Regions from separate parts of the Mus musculus genome. Here region 2 is linked to region 1. A link is a contact called in public HiChIP or PLAC-seq data. All regions are on one chromosome and are shown on one strand. The core of a region is the stretch at or near the end of the contact, and the rest is flanking DNA. Distances in the headings are between cores, read along the strand shown.

Region 1 (5,395 bases), core at 983-3,482:
AGTATCCCCAGGAAGGCAAAGCCTCTGGAGCATCAGGGCTTCTGGGGTGGCCCACGGACCTCTCCGCATCTCCTGCCTCCACTGTCAAACATGCTGACATCTAGGGGCCACCAGTCTAACCTCAAGGCAAGAACCAAAGTTGCTGTTGTCTGCTTTGTGCATGCTGAATGAGGGCCTACACATTTCACCAGTGGACTCTGGATCTACGGGCTACTATTATTTTAATCAAAAGCACCCTTGGAAAACATCTTTAGGATTAGAAAATTTCTTTCTTACATCCCTGGATTATTACATTTCTCTGTCTCTAAGATCAGCACTTCCCCCACCTCGGTGGTGATACTTTGGAGTGAGAGGAGGTTGTCCCACACCTTAGTTGATGTTCAGCAATACCCCTAGCTGGCTACTACTCGTGAGATGCTCGATGCATCAATCCAGCATTGAGAATGGAAAATGTCACCAATTAACGGCGACTATCCTTTGCCTAAGGGTGGAGTTAGATTGAACACTGTAGAAAATTGCAGCCTCAGATCTTCCCTGACAAGGCTTGTTGAGCTTTGAGTGCCTTGAGGATGGCCACGGAGGCTCACCACCTGAGAACTGCCTCCACAAGACGATGCCTCTCCATGATGGCCACACAGAACGATGGGCTGTTAACTGCGGAGCCCCGTCGGAGCCCCAGACTCGCCGTGCTGGATTACCAGCTTTGCTTCTCTGAGGAAGGACTTTAAATAACCCATGAGAACTGAAATGATGGAAATGGGAATCCAACCATGTAGTGAATCCAAAGAGCACCAATATGGCTTATCGAGAAGGAATGTGTTCATGCAAGCGTCGTTTGTAGGTTGCCTACACAAATGTATGACATCTAAATTTAGATAGCTACATGGGGGAAAGTGGGTGAAATTCAGACTCAAATAGATGGGTACCTGGGATTCTGTAGGGTTCCATCTGCTCCTGCTCTGGTTTGATAAGCAAACTCAGCGATTGCGAATATGTACTAAGCTCAAGTCTCTACTCAGATACTAATTGGAAGCTAAGGAGACCGTGTATTATTAAAAGGCTAAAAATATCTCCAGTTGGAAGGGGCAGATTGTAGAAGGGCTTGTGAGTGACGATTATTAAATAGTTAAGAGTGTGAGTAAGACAGATAGGCATTCATTCACTAAAATCTCTCATTGGAAAGAGTCAGAAAGGCAGTGTGCAGTGACACACGTGCCTGTGCCCGCACTGCATGTCAGGTGTTCCCAGACAGCAAGGCTAGAAGCACCTCCCCTGGGCTCTCACAGCACTCGTCAGAGACAGCAATTGTGTGTTATGTTTTCTTCCTGGATCTGTTTCTCTTTCCTTGTGTCCTGTGAGCTTTGGCAGGGCACAGTGGGAATTCCATACATCCCTCTGCAGCCCCAAGGTCTACATTAGCAAGCATTTCTTGAATAAGGAGAGGAAAGAGGGACCTCCAACCAGGCTTTCCAGGAAAACACTAGATTGAGGTAGAGGGAGGTGGAGGAAGGAAGAGGGTTTTTGGAGATCAGAAGAGGTGTATGCCTTGGCCGATACCACGGTCTCACATTGCAGAGACGCAAAGTAAGAAAATGATAAAACGTTATCTTTTTTGTGTTGGGAAATGGGAAACATTAGCAAGAGCCCTCTCTTGCGGGGGGAGCACAGTGGATCTGCAGGGGGTGAAACCTTCAAGCAGGCACTAATTAGGAAGCAGGGACATGGCGTGGTTTACAAAGGAAAAATTACAATAACAGCAAAATGGAGTTTGCATATATCCTTCTCACTTAGGAAGGAACATCATTTCTAAGAGAAGCAATACAGTAAATGGCAGGCACTCATCAGGAGAGTCAGGCTGATTGGCCAGAAGGAAATGCGGGGCAAGACATTAACCCATCAGAGAATGGAAGTGTGGCAGTGGGTGAAACTATGTTTCTGGAGAGTTGCGAAAGGCTGTGTGAGGTAAATATCTTCCCCTGAGAGACAACAGGGAAGAAAGGAGCCTGTAGAGGAGGCAAATTTCTACGTGTAAAGAGGCCTGGGGAAAGAGCTGGCCTCAATTCCTTTCTTCCCCCTGTGAAGGAAGTAACAAAATGAGCCACAGGACAGAGGAGGAGGAGCGGCAACAGTACTGAAGCCCGAGGAGCAACGGACATGTGGAGTAGGGACCTAGGTCAGCCCAGCAAGGGCTTGTAGGGCAGAGGTGGCCTCAGTGCATAGAGGTAAACATGTTGCTCTAGAAACGGGAGGCAGAGAGCCAGTGTTTGTCATCAAGGATGAACAGCAGCCAAGGCTGGTGACTGGTGGCAGGTTCTCAGCAGTACAGGGAAACGCTTGGGACCCATTGGGAACTAATTCATACTGAGTTCCCGAGACTGTCAGTATCTAGCTAGAGGGAGCCCTCCCCGCTACTCTGCAGATAGCTCCCAGCATCATGGTGAGTATGGGGGTTATGATTAGAAGGTGAAGTAGGGGGTGCTGGAGAGATAGCTCAGTGGTTAAGAGCACTGACTGTTCTTCCAGAGGTCCTGAGTTCAATTCCCAGCAACCATATGGTGTCTCACAACCATCTGTAATGGGATCCAATGCCCTCTTCTGGTGTTTCAGAAGAGAGCAATAGTGTACTCACATACATTAAATAAATAAATAAATAAATGAATAAATAAATAAATAAGAAGTGGGGGGGGGTCTCTGGGTGTATGTGCCTGTCAGTGTAATTACCTCCATGAGTTTATACTTTATATTCTTTTGTCTTGCTTCATTTTGAGACATGGTCTCACTATGTCGTTTTGGCTGTCCTAGAACTCACTGTGTAGACCAGGCTGGTCTCGAACTGACAAGAAACCTTCTTTCCTCTGCCTCCCAAGTGCTGGGATTCAAGGTCTAAGCCACCAGTGCCCAGCTCATTTTAATTTTTCTTTTACACTTTCAATTTTTTTCAGTGTTTCATTTTCTTCTTGTAACCAGGGTCTCATGTATGACCCTCCTGTCTCAGCCTCCCAAGTGCTGGGATTGATACTTTATTCATAGAAACAAATCTACATATCATCTACCTTAAAATGGAGTTGATATTGACTCGCACACAAACTTCTGAATCAGAGTAATTCTTCTGCAGGTGTTTGTAGTCATAAACACCTCCCAAGAGCAGTGTCAGTTAACAGAGGTATAAATGACCTACTTCTGGAAAGTGAGCGAGAAAAACAAAGCACACCTGTGAAAGGACTTGGGAATCTTAGAGACACATCTTTGGAGAGGTGATGACAGAGCCCCCACATGTAAAGATGCAGGTGGGGCCACAGGGCATGCCTAACATGTGGTCACTAGCAGCGGCAAATAAATAAGTGAATAAAACTGAAGTTGATACAGTGTCCTGGGCTGACTGCTAGCATGCAGGAGCAGAGCTTGGCCTGTGACCACTGTACCAGGGAGGAAGCATTTGGTCTCTTGGGTTAGCGCCAAGCCCACGAGTTTCCAGAAAGGCACAAGGCTAGCCAATCACAAGGAATTGGCTCTGCAAAGCAGAGATGGGCTGGGTCATGTGATAATGACAAGGCCACATAGGAGTGGGCCCCGGGATGCTGACTGTGCAGTTTGGGAGATAAAAAGGCATCACCAGCCAGCACCTGCATCAGCAAGGAGTCTACCAGCCCAGCATTCCAAGGACAGTTAAGTGTGAGATTAAAAGGTCTGCTCCATGGCCCGGTCCTTGTGCTTAGAGGTATCTAGAAGTTTTCTACTTACAGAAAAATCCCCACAAATTTAATTTCTGGAAGGGTCTCTCTGGCTAACACTGATACTTCCTGGCTAGTAATAAATGAAACATTTTCTTCTGTTACACTAACAGAATTATTATTTTTTTCTATAATTCTGTATTTAGGTTCTAAGCAAAGTAACTCAGAATCTTCTTTTTCCTGTTGCCATTGGCAGTGTTCCAACAGCGTGAGGCTGACCAACTGCAGATTAAGAAGTCTCACTGCTCAGATATGCCCACGGGTTTTGTGTGTCCAGTGTGTTATTAACAACTTGGTTACGTTTTATTAGCTGCTTTCCTACTTTTAACAATGCCCTTTAATTTACAAGGTAGTAAAAATTAAATGAGTAACTACAAACCTATCTAGTTTCTCAATAAAGAATTTATTTCAAAGCCGGATAGGGTGGCTCATAACTGTAATCCCAGCATTCGGAAGGATGAGGCTGAAGGATGGCTGTCAGTTTGAAGCCAGCCTGGGGTACCACAGTGAGCTGTAGACCAGCCCAAACCACGGACAGGGAGATAGGATCTCAACAAAAGAAGACAAAACAAAAGTTTATTTTAGTAACAGATGTATTGTGGCCAAAATATTTTAGCTGTGGAAACTAAGTTCGGTTGTTTTTAATATAATTTTAAAGACTTATTTATTATTATATGTAAGTACACTATAGCATCAGTTACACCAGAAGAGGGCGTCAGATCTCATTATGGATGGTTGTAAGCCACCATGTGGTTGCTGGGATTTGAACTCAGGACCTTCAGAAGAGCAGTCAGTGCTCTTAACCACTGAGCCATCTCTCCAGCTGGCTTTTTAATAGTGGAGAACTGATCAATGCTGCTGCATGCTGTTCTCTGCCTGGTGCCTGGAGAGACAATCAGCGGCCGTGGCTCTCAGCAGGTTTTGACAGCAATGAGCCAACCCTTGTGTTGTAAGAGGTTTCCCTGAGACTTCACTGTCACGGTCACTAGTGACAGCACTCCCAAAGTCATATTTATAAGAACTTTATCGGCGATCCTCTGCAGTCTTTGAGGCCGTGCTCGGACCCTTCTCATAGTCATGGTTGCACCTTATGAAATGGACCCAAGGGTATAACACTATGTTCTACGCTGCCTTGCATGGTGGAAACTGAGTGCCTAAGAGTCTGTAACTCTAAACTCAATACAGACCATTCAGTAAGACTGGCTGTAGCAACCCTACTGCACAATGAATTAAATTGTAGGCAGCACTTTGGGTAACTAAAGCACTAAGTACCATGGCCTCCAAACAAATCCAGTCTAGGGATGATGGCTATTAAGAACACAGTTCCAGTCCTGCTAGGTGCTGTGGTACCCCATGGCATGGCTGTCAGTCATCTTCACATTGACCACCTTATTTAAGAGATGGGAGTGTCTAGGTCTGGAAGGTTGTCTAGGTTTTACTTAGCAATCACAGAACTGAGCTTCCGTTCACATGTGATTCTTATTAGGCCAATAACTCACTGTGGTGGTTTGAGTATGCTTGGTCCAGGGAGTGGCCTTCTATGAGTAGGTAGCCTTGTTGGAGAAGGTTTTGGCCTTATTGGAGGAAGTGTGCCACTGCGAGAGTGGGCTCTGAGACTCTCCTCCGAGCTGCCTGAAGACAGTCTGTTCCTGGCTTCCTTTGGA
Region 2 (5,989 bases), core at 710-3,209, 220 kb after region 1:
TTCTCAGAAGACTGTGAGAGATTCAGCTGGTACCTCTTTGGGAGGGTGTGCTGCAAGCTTTTGTATTGCAGGCTGTGGGAGGCCCAGTGCTGTCTGTCTGTCTGTCTGTCTGTCTGCCTGCCTGCCTAACCATCCATCCATCCATCCATCCATCCATCCATCCATCCATCCATCTATCTATCTATCTATCTATCTATCTATCTATCTATCAATCTGTGTGTGGATGTTTTACCTACATGTATTTATATGTATTATATGCATGCAGTACTTTGGAAGAACAGAAGAGGGCACTAGGTCCCCTGGAACTGAAGTTACAGGATGGTTGTGAGCCTCCACTTGGGGTGGGTGCTGGGATGGATCCTCTTCCAGAGTAGCAAGTGCTTTAAATCAATAAGTTATCTCTCCATCCTCCGTTTTCTGGGCTGGGAAGATTGCTTAATTAGTGAAATGCTTTGCTTGTAATCAGGAGGACTTGAGATGTCCAGAAACAGTGTTAGAAGATCGGCTGTGGTGGTGCATGCTTGTAATCCCAGAGCTGGGGAGGGAGAGGAGGAGAATCATGGGACTTGTTAGCCAGATGGGTTAGCCTAATTGATAGGCTCCAGGCCAGAAAGAAACCACACCCAAAAAGAGGTGGACAGCATTTCTGAAGATGACACCTAGGGTTGTTCTCTAGCCTCAACACACACACGCACACGCACATGCACACACACAGAACCCTCTTGACCCAACACCTGGATGCAGAACCTGCTGCTGACCCCATCTATTTGGAGGACCCCTCCCGCTCCCAAACAAAGCCCTCAGTGATTCTGATGGTAGATCTGGGCTGGTGGCTCTGCGAGGTGTTTAGCTCACACTCTCAGGCAGGGATGTGCATTCTACTGCCATGTTGTCTCCACTCTTCTTCCATGGTGGGCGCTGGCTTCACTTTCCACCCATTTCTCTGCAGCCACACTGGTCCTGGGTTATTGTGAGGAAGGCAGAAACAGACCCGGTTTTATAGAGTGATGCACCTGCCAGGAGTAGATGATAGGTCCCCTGCTCAGATTACAAGGGTGAGTTCCTTTATTCTGAAATAGGCCCAAAAATCTTCAGTTCAGTTTTCTCCTTTCTTTCAACAAGCTCTATTCCAGCATAAGCTATTATTATTACTGGAGTTAAGTAATAATGAGTAATGAGGGCTGGTGAGATGGCTCAGTGGTTAAGAGCACTGACTGCTCTTCTGAAGGTCATGAGTTCAAATCCAAGCAACCACATGGTGTCTAATAATAATAGTAATAATAATAATAATAATGATGATGATGATGATAACCTATGAACCAGAGCGAGCAGTGGCCCAGAGCATGTGGAGCCAGAGCAAGAGGGAGTAGGGAAAAGGGGGGAGGGGATGAGTAATGAGAGTCTCTTGGTGTTTTATGGGGTCTCAGATCTTCTTCTAGAGGCCTTTGAATGTGCCCTGTGCATTTAGACCCCTTAGAATGGGCCCTAGTGGATCTGACAGCTCCCACCATTCTTGGTACTTACATTCCTGTGTGTGTTCCCCAGCTGCCAGTGTTTGCACAAGGTGGCCACGAGAACCACAGGCCTGCTGAGAGGATCCAGGGAAGGGGGCCTGAGCTCTGAGTTTCAACCTATGTGCCCCATCTTTTACATGGCTGTACAATCTTCATCGCTATAATCCCTTCCTTGATGGAGACAGAAGCAACATGTGCACACCTTCTAAGGTCCGTATGACAAGTGGAGGTGTGATTATTCTAGAGTTCCCTCTGGGGAGCCAGGGAGTTCATCAGGCTTGGTTGGAGTGCACTGAGAGAGGGGTTATGAGCAAGAACACTGGTGGTCTTAAGGCAGCCGCACTGGAAGGTCTCCCATGGCCACAAAGGCAGAGCCCGGCTCCTCGAGCCTCTCCCCACATTATACTCTAGCTCCTCCTCCTCAAGAACCCGCTTTCAATAAGAGCAGAATTGCATACAGCTGGTGGGAGGAGAGGAGGTGACTGGATACGTGACCTTCCCTTCCCCTCCATCCTAGTCACTGTTCTATCGCTGTGAGGACACACCACATCCAGGGCAACTCTTAGAAATGCAATAATTTAATTGGGGTCTTGCCTGTAGCTTCAGAGGCTTAGTCCGTTGTCGTTACAGCAGGAAATGTGGTGGTAAGCATGGCAGGCAGGCATGGTGCTGGAGAAGGAGCTGAGAGCTATATCCTGACCCGAACACACACACACACACACACACACACACACACACACACACACACACCACACACACACACACACACACACACACACACACACACCAAACACACACACACACACACCAAACACACACACACACACACACACACACCACACACACACACACACACACACACCACACACACACACACACACACCACACACACACACACACACCACACACACACACACACCACACACACACACACACACACACACACCACACACACACACACACACACCACACACACACACATACACACACACACCACACACACACACACACACACACACCACACACACACACACACACACACCACACACACACACACACACACACCACACACACACACACACACACCACACACACACACACACACACACACACCACACACACACACACACACACACCACACACACACACACACACACCACACACACACACACACACATATACACACACCACACACACACACACACACACACACACACACACAAACACACACCACACACACACACACACACACACACACACACACACAGATGGGGGTGGTGGTCAGTCTGCCATGAGCTTTTGAAACTTCAAAGCTCATCCCCAGTGTCACACTTCTAAAACGGCCATGCCTATGGTCTTAGTTAGGGTTTTACTGCAATGAACAGACACCATGACCCAAGCAACTCTTATAAGGACAACATTTAATTGGGGCTGGCTTACAGGTTCAGAGGTTCAGTCCATTATTATCAAGGCGGGAACATGGCAGTATCCAGGCAGGCATGGCACAGAAGGAGTTGAGAGTTCTGCATCTTCATCTGAAGACAACTAGTAGAAGACTGGCTTCCAGGTGGCTAAGATGAGGGTCATAAGCCCACGCCCATAGTGGCACACCCACTCCAACAAGACCACACCCACTCCAACAAAGCCACACCTACTCCAACAAGGCCACACCTCATAACAGTGCCACTCCCTGGCCCAAGCAGATATAAACCATCCCACCTCCTAATCCTTCTAATCCTTTCAAATAGCGCCACTCTCTGCTGACTAAAGCATTCAAATATATGATCCTATGAGAGCCATCTTATTCAAACCATCACACCCTTCACACCCTCCTTCTACAAAGGAATAGCAACAGCCAACAAGCTCAGTTGTGATGCTCTTTGGCAAGAAAGCACGGCTGATCTGATGAAGCTGGTAGCAGTCCAGCTTGAAGGATAGTCCTGAACTGTAAGTGACCACAAGCATTAATAGGCAGTAGAGTTATTGTAAATCCACCTCACAAAACACTATTCCAAGGTCCCAAATTGGACCTAGGGTGGCTTCTTCCAGCCATGGAGCTAACATGCCCAGGGAAAGGGGCTTTGGGGAGCTTTTCAGCACATACATGGAGAAAGAGTGAGGCATAAGTCCTCTGGGCCAAGACAGGCTCTGTGTTAGGTACCCTCTGCCTCCTTGGCCTCTGCATCAAGCCCATTGGGCAGTGCACACCTGTTGAAGGAGAAATGATTGTGACAGGGACACCATGCATTTTCCCTCGGATCTCTATCCCTCCTGTGGCTTCTCTTCCCTCCATAGGGACAAGGGATGATTCTGGCAGCTGAGATAAGGTATGCATCTCAGGAAGGAATCAAGGTTGTTGCCCTCATTGGACACTTCCAATAGGGTTCACTGTGACTCCTTTTGGAGTGTCCTGATGCCACTGCACACTGGGCTGGAGGGATGAAGTGGAGTCTGTAATGGGTGAGGTCTACAGGATCCTGAAGCAGCTGGGAGTGAGTGCCGGAGGGGGCATGGGAGCATGGGATTCGGGGGCATGGGGGCGCGGGGGCACGGGGGTGTGGGGCCCAGGGAGGCTTTCTCTGATGACTTTAGTGTTACAGCTCTTTTAGACGAAGGCCTTCTTCGATAATCTTCACTGAAACAGCTCTCTGAGCCGATCTTAGCTTGTGCACATACCTTTATTGAGGATGAACTTGTACACATACACTTTATTTGGGGTGAACCAAAAGCTATATATATGAACCTTGGGGAGTGGGAAGGGGTTCTTCTTAGGGTGAAGTTTCATTGACTGAGGCTTAAGGTGCTGGGGAATACCTCATTTGCATGGAGAGGAATTCCAGGAAGTTGAATCTGTGATTCCACCAGGGATTATGTGACATTCCCCAGGGAGACCATGGGTTGGGTTCCCCAGATCAGACAGAGAAGAGGAAAGCCCCACTATGAAGAGGGAGCCCTCCATTTTGTGCCAAGCTCAGGAAAGCTGTCCGGACATCATAGACCACAATCTTAGCAAAGTAAGGCAGCTATTCAGCTACCTGTGTGCTGTTCTTACTCTGCCCTCTAAGGTGGGCAGACCCCTTTCCTCTCAGTTTCCTGTAAAAATTCTTCATACATCTGGTGATGGACCTGGGAGCAGGGTGTGTGGTGAGAACTTCGAAGCACCGCATCTTCCATGTGCTCTCATTGGTCCTCTGTAGAGATTGACACACAGGCATCAAGAGCAAATGAGACTCAGAACAACGCCTTGATAATAATGGACCGAACCTCTGAACCTGTAAGCCAGCCCCAATTAAATGTTGTCCTTATAAGAGTTGTTTGGGTCATGGTGTCTGTTCATTGCAGTAAAACCCTAACTAAGACCAAAGGCATGGCCGTTTTAGAAGAAGTGTGACGCTGGGGATGAGCTTTGAAGTTTCAAAAGCTCATGGCAGACTGACCACCACCCCCATCTGTGTGTGTGTGTGTGTGTGTGTGTGTGTTCGGGTCAGGATATAGCTCTCAGCTCCTTCTCCAGCACCATGCCTGCCTGCCATGCTTACCACCACATTTCCTGCTGTAACGACAACGGACTAAGCCTCTGAAGCTACAGGCAAACAGCTGGTTTGATTGTTTTCAAAATAGTGGAGTGATCTCTGTCTCCCTTCCTCCCTCTTCCCTCCCCGCCCCCCCCCCCCCCGGGTTATACCTGAAGGGTCTGTCCCTGCATGGTTACCAAAATGTCAAGGGTGTATAAAGTATCACAGAGCACACACCTATGTCGGCTTCACTGGTTATAAGTAGAACACACACGAACAACAAAAGAAGCCTTGGTTTTGTAATTGGCCTGAATCTGCTCTTCTGAGATGTGATTTTTTTCCCTGCAGGGTGGGTTGCCTGGGAGATAGAGCTACCAGGTCAGATTTCTAGTTGTCTTTAAAGTAACATGGACGGTATAAAGCAGTGTTCTCATGCCATGAAAGCGCTGCAGAGGCGATTACCTGGAAGATGGAGGCGCCGCGAGATACACACGAGCAGCCCTACCCATGCTTACGGTGTGTAGCAAAACATATTTAAAAAAAAATAATCATGGCATGGGATTTCTCCCCACCTTAAACCGTTTACGTTCCGCAATAAAACACACGCACAGTCTTTATATTTTAAATAAGGCACAATAGCTAGGTAACTGTCCACCTTCCATGCTGTTAGAACCCATTTCCCTATGGATAACCCTGAGCTATTATTTCCTAGTTACTATGTTTCATCTGACTTGGCCTTAGCTCCAATTGGCCAGCCCACATGGCCACACTTCCTTTACTCCTACCCCATGGTGGCTCGCTCTCTCCTTCCTGCATGCTCCTCTTCCATCATGGCTTTCTTTCTCCTGTTTCCTCATGGTCCCAAACCCAGGAACCCTCAACCCCACCTATCTCCCTTCTTTCCAGCTATTGGCTATCAGCATCTTTATTCGCCAATCAGAATGGACTTGGGGGCAGGGT

The links. HiChIP or PLAC-seq counts read pairs in DNA pulled down with a chosen protein or histone mark.
Region 2: an H3K27ac HiChIP or PLAC-seq map of double positive thymocytes shows a contact between it and region 1, with 5 times the contacts expected there. The contact joins two enhancer-like sites. A contact is called at or near these places in 3 of 39 promoter capture datasets (the 3T3-L1 cell line, liver and maxillary cranial neural crest), 2 of 484 Hi-C or Micro-C datasets (bone marrow-derived macrophages and nephron progenitors) and 2 of 115 datasets of contacts at active chromatin or transcription factors (double positive thymocytes and regulatory T cell precursor).

The regions. Positions count from the first base shown.
Region 1 is chr5:149,133,704-149,139,098 of GRCm38.p6, forward strand. The region is part of intron 1 of Mm2pr (macrophage M2 polarization regulator); the gene reads right to left. Among named protein-coding and RNA genes, the nearest start is that of Gm42788, 7.9 kb to the right of the region's middle. Within about 2 kb of position 2,233, at least 22 of the 459 cell types and tissues checked have an H3K27ac peak or open chromatin away from gene starts, as enhancers often do. A contact at or near this core is called in double positive thymocytes, where this site is marked.
Region 2 is chr5:149,356,867-149,362,855 of GRCm38.p6, forward strand. Gm38753 (a long non-coding RNA gene) reads right to left here. Exons shown (of 3, transcript XR_868733.3): 3 at 4,151-4,705. Among named protein-coding and RNA genes, the nearest start is that of Gm38753, 7.7 kb to the right of the region's middle. Within about 2 kb of position 1,960, at least 3 of the 459 cell types and tissues checked have an H3K27ac peak or open chromatin away from gene starts, as enhancers often do. A contact at or near this core is called in double positive thymocytes, where this site is marked.